Regions from separate parts of the Danio rerio genome. Here region 2 is linked to region 1. The links are chromatin contacts, called in public Micro-C maps. All regions are on one chromosome and are shown on one strand. The core of a region is the stretch at or near the end of the contact, and the rest is flanking DNA. Distances in the headings are between cores, read along the strand shown. Region 1 holds the start of palm2akap2 (PALM2 and AKAP2 fusion). Region 2 overlaps palm2akap2 (PALM2 and AKAP2 fusion).

Region 1 (5,245 bases), core at 387-2,886:
CTACTCATAATTCTCTCTTCATATAGCCCAGGGGTGGCCAACCCTGTTCCTGGAGAGCCACCTTCCTGCAGATTCCAGTTCACCTGAACCAATTAAATAGGACCTGAACACCACGTGATAATTACATTCAGGTGTGTTTGATATGGGTTAAAACTGAAATCTGCAGGAAGTTGGCTCTTCAGGAACTGGGTTGGCCACCTCTGATATAGCCGTATGCCTATTACATATCCATAATACACTGTGATATAACGGGCTTGGACCGTATTGCGTTCTCACTACAATCGATCCGCTCCAGAGTTCGTTTCAAATCGAGCCGAGACCACCTCATTCAAGCGATTTTGGAGCGATTGTTTGGGCGCGGATCCAAGCGCGATTGCTGGATTCATATATGCCAAACAAACCTCGCTAACTGGGCAAATGAGACAAGTTCCGAAACAAATGTCTAGGTGTGAAAGCACCCTTATATCACTCATATTGACAAGAAGCTTTGATGTATCTAAGTTGTCAATTGCCCCCATAGCAATAAAACAGGCTAACCTAGCAACCAATTAAAAAACAGCAATATCTCTACATAAGAACATCATAGGGACCTGAGTATTGGCTCGTTTGACTCATGCTAGCAAATGGGACTATGCATGTAAGCATAATAGCATGTGCTAGAAATACCTATTAAGTGTTAGCATTTGATTGAACATGTACACGAGCGTTGTCATTTAGCAACTGCTTAGCAACCATCTAGCAATGCTATAAACATTTTAGCAACTGCCTAGCACTGCTATGCTTCCTGCCAACTGCCGTTGCCAGTCCTAGCGCAGTCACGTTGGCTTTCTCAAGCCAACATCAAAATTCTTGAACTTTAGGTTGTAGTTAAAATTAAGAAGAAAGAACTTGAGCCGCATCTAGAAACTTTGTCTGAATGAACGCCCTCAAAACCACATATAAACACTCTGGCAGTCAAACAGTAGAGCCTAGCATTGTGGAAACGGGTATTGCATGGACATGCATCACTTATATTGCCTTCAAAAAATGTTCATGACCCGAAACTGTTTACTAGGGTGGTCCTTAGTGTATACCAACAGATGCTGGTCCTTACAGACTATTTTTGCAATGTGTATTCTGCGGAATCACAGAGATGTAAGCAATGTAGCCAGAATAGTTTTCCATCTGTTGCTCACTGCTGGTCTATGCAGAGGTGTTGACCTTGCGCCAAATTTAGTGTTGCTTTTAGCCACATTTCAGATTCTTGACCTCTGGTTCATGTTGGGTGATTCGTCAACACTAATGAGAACACATTTACAACAAATAAACTTTTAAAATAGCCCAATAAATCCAACAAGCTTCTTTAAAATGCATGAATTTCGGGATGGATTTTAATATATGTAATTCTAGTTCTCCTAATAACAGTCTATGTTAGCACTATAAAGCAAATTCAATTCTGGAATGAAAGTAAGAACAAACCAACTTACCGCAAGGGCTTGGAGCCTTTCCTTGTGAAGTTCAGCTTCAGCCATCCTGGAAAAACAAAGGCAGAATTCTCAGTAACCGTGAGATTGGTAATCCCAAGTGTGGTTGCGTGTGTTGGGCAGTAGGTGAGCTAGTTATCACACACACTATGCCCTGGTCCTCTGAAGTAAGCCAGCCAGTGAAAGACACAGTGTACTGAGAGCAAGATCTTCTCATTCACTGGCCATGTGTTTGCCAGACTCTCTCTCTCTTTTTCTCTCTCCACCTACATCCCTCCCTCTTCGTCACTGGCCGGGTTATGGACAGACGACAGAGTCTTGAACCGCCCCCTGTGTTCAGAGGAGAGCTAGAGGCCAGGAGGAAGAGAGATGTTACTGAGGGCAGGACAAAACTGTCACACCTAACTGTGACTCTCTCTCTTTCTCTTTCTGTGTATGTGTGTGTACAGTATGTGTGTGCGCGCCTGCTGGGGATGGAAAACAAAGGTGTGTCGTACACTGGGGACAAGAGCGGCTGCAAGCTTAGAGGAAATCTGCTCCAAATCAAAATCACACATCTGCCAATTTGGTGCTAGGGTTTAATAATATCTGAAGTTGGGAATAGCTCACACAAATTCTATCGAAAGAACATTTTCTTTCTTTCTTTCTTTCTTTCTTTCTTTCTTTCTTTCTTTCTTTCTTTCTTTCTTTCTTTCTTTCTCTCTTTCTTTCATTCTTTCTTTCGTTCTATCATCTATCTATCTATTCATCCATACATCCATCCATTCATCCATCAAACATTGGAGCAATACGGTAAACATATTAGCATATTTCCAAATGATGAAAAAAGACTATAATATGTTTTCCATGTGCTAAATCATACAATAATCATGCTAGCAATGCTAACATGCTAGAAATAAGCTAGCAACATACTATAACCCTGCTGAAAAATCCAACTTAAACCAGCCTAGGCTGGTTGGCTGGTTTTAGCTGGTTGACCAGCCTGGTTTAAGAGGGGTTTTGGCCATTTCCAGGCTGGTTTCCAGCCATTTCCAGCCTGGTCTTAGCTGGTCAGGCTGGAAAATAAACAGCCAAATCCAGCTAAAACCAGCTTGACCAGCCTGGTTTAAGCTGGACATAGCTGGTTTTGGCTGGACTCCCAGCTTGGCTAGGCTGGTCAAGCTGGTTATAGCTGGTCATCTCCCAGCCTGACCAGCTAAGACCAGGCTGGAAATAGCTGAAACCAGCCTGGAAGTGGCCAAAAACCCCCTAAAACCAGCCTGGTTGACCAGCTAAAACCAGCCAACCAGCCTAGGCTGGTTTAAGCTGGATTTTTCAGCAGGGAACAATCATGGCAAAACACAATAAAACTGCTAGCAACATAATAAAACATGCTAGTTACATGACACATTTCTGAGTGAATGTGTTAATGCCATCAATGCTCATGAACATGCTAGTCATTGTTAGCAATATGCTAAGACATTTACGCAGTCTTAAAACATTTTAACAATGTTGTTAAACCTTTCTGATGCTCAATGCTCATGAACATGCTAATCATTGTTAGCAATATGCTAAGACATTTATGCAGTCTTAAAACATTCTAGCAATGTTGTCAATCATGCAAATCTATCTATCTGACTGTCTGTCCGTCCGTCCGTCCATCCGTCTATCCATCCATCCATCCATCCATCCATCCATCCATCCATCCATCCATCTATCAAACATTGGAGCCATATGGTAAACATATTAGCATCCATCCAGAGAAAAAAAGACTAAAATACGTTTTCAATGTGCTAAAGCATACAATAATCATAGTAGTAATATGCTAGCAACATACTATAACGATCATGGTAAAACACAATAAACATGCTGGTTAAATACTTAAAATGTGCCAACACATGCCATGAATACTCGAAAACGTGATAGCAATGTTTCTAAACAAGTTGGCGACATGATAAAATGGTTTATTCTGGCTGTCTGACGGTCAGTCGGTTGTAAAATTTTAAATGAATCACCTATGAAAGTACTGTCTTGTATGTGTCTTCATGAGCTTATTTATGAACAGTGCAGCTTATCAAAATGTAGGTTCGTTAAAATGCAGTGTGGATTTCATATATGGCCATTAGTCATTATTTTTCCTATATGAAAGTGTACATTTTTTTACATAAATTTTGTAAACACTCTTAGGTCATATATCAGGATATCGTCATATCAAGGTCATATAGACAGGTTGAAAATATGTAAGCTAAACATGGCTAAACATGCTGCCATAATCCTGATTTGCAAAAAAAAAACAAAAAAAAAACATGCTAATGAGTTACAACATTAAACGCTAATAAACATGCCAAAACACGATAATGAACTCCTCATGCCAACAATGTTCTAAAACATGCTAACAACAAAACAGCATGCTAGCAAGACAACTATGAAATTATTCATATCTACCTATTAAGTGAACATGGAAGCAATATGGTAAAGTTGTTAGCAGCATGTGACAGCATGCTATACTGTAAAGTTGCTAGCAGCGTGATAAACATCAAACATCAGCTTGTTCAATGTCAAGTACATGCTAAAAATGTGCTAGTGCTATCAATGCTCATGAATATGCTAGCCAATTTTTAGCAATATGCTAAGACATTTACGCAGTCTTAAAACATTCTAGCAATGTTGTAAAACATGCATATCTATCTATCTATCTATCTATCTATCTATCTATCTATCTATCTATCTATCTATCTATCTATCTATCTATCTATCTATCTATCTATCTATCTATCTATCTATCTATCTATCTGTCCGTCTGTCCGTCTGTCCGTCTGTCTATATATCTATCTAACAGTGGAGCAATATGGTAAACATATTAGCATCCATCCAAATTATGAAAAAAAGACTAAAATATGTTTTCAATGTGCTAAAACATATAGTAAGCATGCTAGCAATGCTATCATGCTAGTAATACTCTAGCAATATATTATAAAGATCATGGTAAAACACAATAACCATGCTAGCATTGTCTATTCCATCACTTACAGAACATGACAAAACCTGATCATTTAACCATCTGCAGAAGTTGCTGACTCTAAACATGTCTACTGTCTCTGTAAGTGTGGCTTTTTTTTGTCTTTTGCAACACAGCCTCCAAAAGTCTGCACTACACATCTTGAGTTCTAATTTATTCCTCCAACCAAGCCAAAGGGAGCAGTAGGGAATGGGAACATGGGGGTCCAGCTGCTTTCCTCGGTCCAAACTCACTGTGCAGGGATACAAAAACTCCTTATATGGAGAAAAGGTTGAGCTAACCGAGTCTGGGCTTTTCTGTGAGTGGAAAACTCATGGGAACAGTATACGAAACTCAGTGAATGAAATTATAACAAAATGAAATGACCCTTCTGTGTGTGTGCTGTACATGTGCTGTTGCTATATATAAGACCAAGCGGCTGGTATGAATTAAACTCAGTTTCCTGAGTTGAAGCAAACATGCAAAGTGAACACAATCTGTACTGCATCGGCTATTGATTTAAACCGGTTATGGTAACAAAAGATGCATAAATGGCAACATATTTTGTCATGCTGTTTATATGTACACTCTCAGAAATAAAGGTACGCGAGCTGTCACTGGGGTGGTACCTGTTCAAAAGGTACACATTTGTACCTAAAAAGGTTCATATTAATACCTCAAGGATACATATTTGTAGGGGAGACCATGTTGAAACACAGGGAGAGTTTCATGAATCAGGCATAAGATAGGGGTCATGTAAAACTAGTTCTATCAGCTCAAACCAGTCTGGCCATTCTCCTCTGAC
Region 2 (5,476 bases), core at 998-3,497, 68 kb before region 1:
GTCTTTTACAGGACAGGTGGTGACCATGTGAGGCCTCTAAAAAGCAGACATTTTGCTGCCCTTTCATTTGTTTCCAGAGCCCAGTCTGAGGTCAGCAGTGCATCTCTGCTGTGTCTAGATGAGCTCATTTAGGTCTCACACCCTTCCGGCATTACAGCTCACGCTTCCTAAAGCTCCTAAAGTTCCTAAAGCGTCACTTTCTCCTGTTTCCATGACTGTTATTTTAGAATTAGTTGCATACTATTGTTTTTGGCAACAGTTTGGATGAAGGTTTATTTGTATGTTTTTAAAATGTAATTTATTTTCTGATTCTTTTACTTAATAATAATATTAAAAAAAATAATAATAATAAATAATAATAATAATAATGATAAAATAATAATAATAATAATAATAATAATAATAATAATATTTATTATTATTATTATAGTAGCAACAACAACAAACACAAAAACAACAACAATAATGATAATAATAATAATAATAATAATAATAATAATAATAATAATAATAATAATAATAATAATAATAATAATAATAATAATGCTGAACAAGTGCATGGAATAAAAAAATAACTATAATAATTTTAGCAATAACAACAACAACAACAACAATAAAAAATTATATTTTTAGCAATAACACCTACATCAATAATAATAATAATAATGATGATGATGATGATGATGATGATGATGATAATAATAATAATATTTTTAGCAACAACAACAAGAACAATAATAATAGTAATAATAATAATAATAACAACAATAATAATTACGTGTCGAAAAAGTGTATGGAATAAAAAATAAAATTCTAAAATAATAATTAAAATAATAATAATATTAATTTTAGCAATAAAAACAACAACAATAATTATTATAATAATAATTATTATAATAGTTACGCACAGAGAAAGTGTATGGAATAATAATAATTAAAAAACAAATAAATTATAATTTTGTGCCGAAAAAGTGTATGGAAAAAATTATTAAAAAAATAATAATAATCATAAAAAAATTAAAAAGCATATTGAAATAATAATAATAATGGCGGTTCATTCCGCTGTGGTGACCCATGAATAATAAAGGGACTAAAGAATAAAAATGAATTATTGAATAATAATAATAATAATAATAATATTAATAATGGTGGTTCATTCCGCTGTGACGACCCCTGATTAATAAAGGGACTAAAGAAAGAAAATGAATTAATGAATAATATCAATAATAATAATAATAATAATAATAATAATAATAAAATTAAAAATAATAATAAAATGCTTCTTCTTCTTCTTCAAAAAAAAAAAAAAAAAAAGAAAACATGAATGAATGATCAAACAAATCAAATAATAATCTAAGAAATGCTACATAGCTGGCACAACCATGTGATGAAAAATATGTATTGCATTTTTAGCAACATTTATTGAAAATAAACATTTTTATATGTATTATGAATTATTTATTATTAATTTAAATTATAATTTTAAATTATTGTTAAATGACTTTTCAATATGAAGGCAAGGCAAGGCAAGTTTATTTCTATAGCACATTTCAAACACAGTGGCAATTCAAAGTGCTTTACATAAACAGGAATAAAAAAGACAAGTATAAAAACATAAAAACAAATAATAAAAGTTATTAAAAACAGATTAAAGCAGATTAAAATGTGTTAAAACAGGTTATAAAAGAATGAAAAAGAAAAGAAAGACACAATAGTGCGATCTGTCAGACAGCTCAACAGATGTGTTTTCAGTCTTGATTTGAATGTGCCTAATGTTAAAGCACATCTGATCATAAAATGAATGTGGCACTGTAAATGTAATGTAATGTTTAAATACTAGAATAAACACTAAAACAAATATAGACATACAAATAAAAAGCAGAAAACAACAAAAACTCTAAATCATGAACAAATTAAATTAGAACTAAAAGAGTGAAGGCTAAAAACCGCACTTTATGTAGCTGCCATAAGTTTTTTTTTAATGCTATATACTCCACGCTGACTGACTCAGTCAAAGCAGGGGAAGCATTTCAGTAGCTCATATACTGTACATTAAGAGGTCTAAGCGCAGTCACATCAGTCAGTCTTATCTCTAGCCCTGATGTAATGTTTATTTTTCTGTCTCCTTTCTCCCGTGCAACAGAGGAGACCTAACACTTTCTTTTCACCATATTAGGAGCTCATATCACACAGTTGTATAAACAGTGTGTGTAGACGTGTCTGGAGGGAGCGTCATGACTGAGTTAGCATCATGTCAACGGCACATTTTTCCGGGAAGGACTAGTAGTTACAGCTTTACTTTAGGCATGTCTTCTGTAATGATACGTTTTTAGGAGAGATGTAATGCTGAGGCAAAGGTTAAAACCATCAGCAAAATACAAAAAATATTGTAAAAAAAAAATTACAAGCAAACTAAATTAAAATATCCACCTAGTTTTCTTTTTTCAAAGCAGGCATAACTTGTTTTGCATTTTAATGTTATAAGGTGATATAGGTAAAGGTTAGGCTGACTCATTTGTTTAAGACAATATTAGACTCTTCTGATAGCAGACCGACAGTATTGCGGTTTCATCTGCTGGCAGTCCTTCTTGAAGGCTTGTTTACATGAGAACGACTGTGTGGAAATGTCCCAGTCCACTAAGATCTGTGAAGGCTGTATTCTGCACGACAAGCCAGTGGATGTTGATGCTACTTTTTAAAGAAACAATATGCATTGGAGCCTCTGGTCCATTATATATATTTTTCAAAGTCGTCATTTTGAACAAAAATGCATTTTGATATACAGTTGAAGTCAGAATTATTAGCCCCCCTTTGATTTTTTTTCGTTCTTAAATATTTCTCAAATGGCGTTTAACAGAGCAAGGAAATGTTCACAGTATGTCTGATAATATTTTTTCTTAAAAAGTCTTATTTGTTTTTCCATTTCTGTTTCGTTCAGGTGTGACTTTAGGCAGATTAAGGTGATCAAAAACTGCTGTTTGGAGCCTATATAGGTCTAAAATTCATGTTTAACTGAATAAACAATTAGTGAACACAAGTACATCTTATTCAACATCATTTGTTTTCATCACCAATTATCATAGTAGAACAGTTCTTTAAGCAGTTTGTGATGCATTTTGAAAACGGGAGATAAGCCCCTCGTCTAATGCGCCACCTGGCTTGAGAAACCCATTCTTAAAGACTTTGGGCCCTATCATACACCCGGCGCAATGTGGTGCAAGGCGCGGCGCAATAGTCTTTTGCTACTTTCAGCTCGACGCAAGGGTCATTTTGAGGTGTTGCGCCACTGTTTAAATAGCTAATGCATTTGCGCTCATATGAACGCCCATAGGCGTACTGGTCTAAAAAAGCAGGGGTGTTTTGGCGCGTTGCTATTTTGAGAAACTGTAAATAGTCTGTTCTTTAGACCAGAACAAAGTCGATCTATTGTCTGGTGCAAAGTGCGCCTGGCTCACACACTACACACAAGATGTAGAGCAATACGCAAATATCTTTACATTTGAAAAAGATATAATATATTAAGGATATATATATAATAAGGATATATATACACATATATAGGATATGAATATAAATTATTCAAATATTACAAAACATATTAATTTCTAGCCTACATGAATTTAAAAACCACTGCCTTACTTTCTTCATCTCGGGAGGCTTTTTCAGTTCATTCAATTTGCTTTTGTATAATGTAATTATTATTAGCAGTATTATTTATTATATCCATATTTATATTTGTTTCATTAAAAACAAGCTTAGATTTGTCCACCTGTCAAATTTTAGACCATATGGGGCATGGCAGGTGAATTTGGATATAACTTAGTATTTTGACCACACTTTGTTATTATTGTTCGTTTATTCGTTTGCTGGAAATTAGAACTAAATTCAGAAATAGTTTCGAAACAAATCTTTGCACTCAACAAACGAAATTAATTATTTATAGGCTAATTGATGTCTGTGCGGTAAGGTTTCCCTATTCACGAGAGCAAAAGCGAAAGTGAACTTACTTTACGTTATGTTAATAGCAATGCGCTTATGGCGCGACGCAGCTGGCTCTTAAAGGGAATGGGAGATGAGACTCTAATTGGTTTATTCTCATAACACACCTATAACTCATTAAGAAAATAAACTCAACCCTTTTAGACCATGCGCCATGGCGCAAAGCGGATTTTCCTGTCCTTAAATTAGCAAAAATGCGTTCTGACACACCCTGAAAGCGTTTGCGCCCTGCGTTTTGCGCTCCGCGTCAAAAGAGAGCCCTTACTTTTAGTCATTGTTTGGGTAGCACACATACAATTTGGCAGAATTCAATTGAGCTAATTTAATCTAGATTAATTCCAAGATTACAGTGAGATTAATCTAGACTTAAACATAAATAATCTATGCCCACCTATAGTATTTTTACATGAGGTTTTGCATTTTCACAAAAATGTAAGCTGAAGCATGTATTTCCAACGAGCCTGTGGTGATGAGTTAAACTTTGTTCGTCTTTGTCAGAACATTTTGAGGGGCCATTTCATTTGGAGGGTTGATACCTGGGCCACAGAGGTGGTTCTGTTCCTTCATTCCTCTGCCTGTCCTGACAGAGAGATTTCTGTGTGAGTCTATCCTCACCCAGCAGCCCACAAAACATCACCTGCCGCCCACAGACGCACGCAGACACACAATGTGCTGAACAGCCGCCTGTTTGTTTCACTAAATTATGATTCCAGTGACAGATGGGATCTCACAGCACAGCGACATTAGCCTTTTTAAACACTTGTAAGTGAGAGTAAATGCAAATTGGGCTGATGTTCAGTGATTTAAAATGTCAGAAAGTAGGAGAACAAACTTACAGAACATGCGAGAAAAGCTTCTATTGCGTTAATTCTTGCTTCGTGTTTGATGACGATTTCTTAAAAACAGAGAAACAATACTCTGGCAACTTTTTAATACACTGGTGGTCAATGAGTAGTAGTAATGCTTTATTATAAATGTTGGGAAGGTTTCTTTGGAAATGTAGTTGGTTAAAGTTGACAGTTTATCCTATTTAAAAGGTGGTAAAGCTATTTTAATGGTTCATTTTATTTTAGGTGTCTTTGTTAAAGTATAACTATTGATTCAACTAGTGGAAAATAATAATTAACTACATAAACTCATGGTAGTATTGGTACTGTATGGTCAGGGTTAGTTTTAGGGTTAGTTGAATGCAGTTATGCATCATGTAATTGTAATTACTTTAATACGCTGTTAACTATTTTTGTACATGACACAGTATTTAACTGTAATATGAACTGTAATGTTCAGTATATTACAGTATTTTAAAGTTGCATTGTAAAAATGACAGAATATTTTACAGTAAAGATACACAATACTGTAATTACATGACAGCAGGATAAATGGTGTTGTAAATGTAAATACAGTATTTTTGCTGTAATTGATTTACAGTAAGTGAACCGCTGCAAATAAGCTACTATAGATTCTTCAGGAAATTGTT

What was found. Hi-C and Micro-C count contacts between places; a contact is called where the count stands out from the background.
Region 2: a Micro-C map of caudal fin shows a contact between it and region 1, with 1.9 times the contacts expected there. The contact joins the enhancer-like site here to the promoter of palm2akap2 in region 1. A contact is called at or near these places in 2 of 18 Hi-C or Micro-C datasets (caudal fin and embryo).

What each region holds. Positions count from the first base shown.
Region 1 is chr10:5,188,306-5,193,550 of GRCz12tu, reverse strand. palm2akap2 (PALM2 and AKAP2 fusion) reads right to left here and starts at 1,636. Exons shown (of 12, transcript NM_001370836.1): 1 at 1,467-1,636. The coding sequence starts at 1,511. It also overlaps a transcript of lyrm7 not described here and a transcript of plppr1 not described here.
Region 2 is chr10:5,256,877-5,262,352 of GRCz12tu, reverse strand. All of the region lies in intron 3 of palm2akap2 (PALM2 and AKAP2 fusion), which reads right to left. It also overlaps a transcript of lyrm7 not described here and a transcript of plppr1 not described here. Among named protein-coding and RNA genes, the nearest start is that of palm2akap2, 68 kb to the right of the region's middle. Within about 2 kb of position 2,247, at least 6 of the 62 cell types and tissues checked have an H3K27ac peak or open chromatin away from gene starts, as enhancers often do.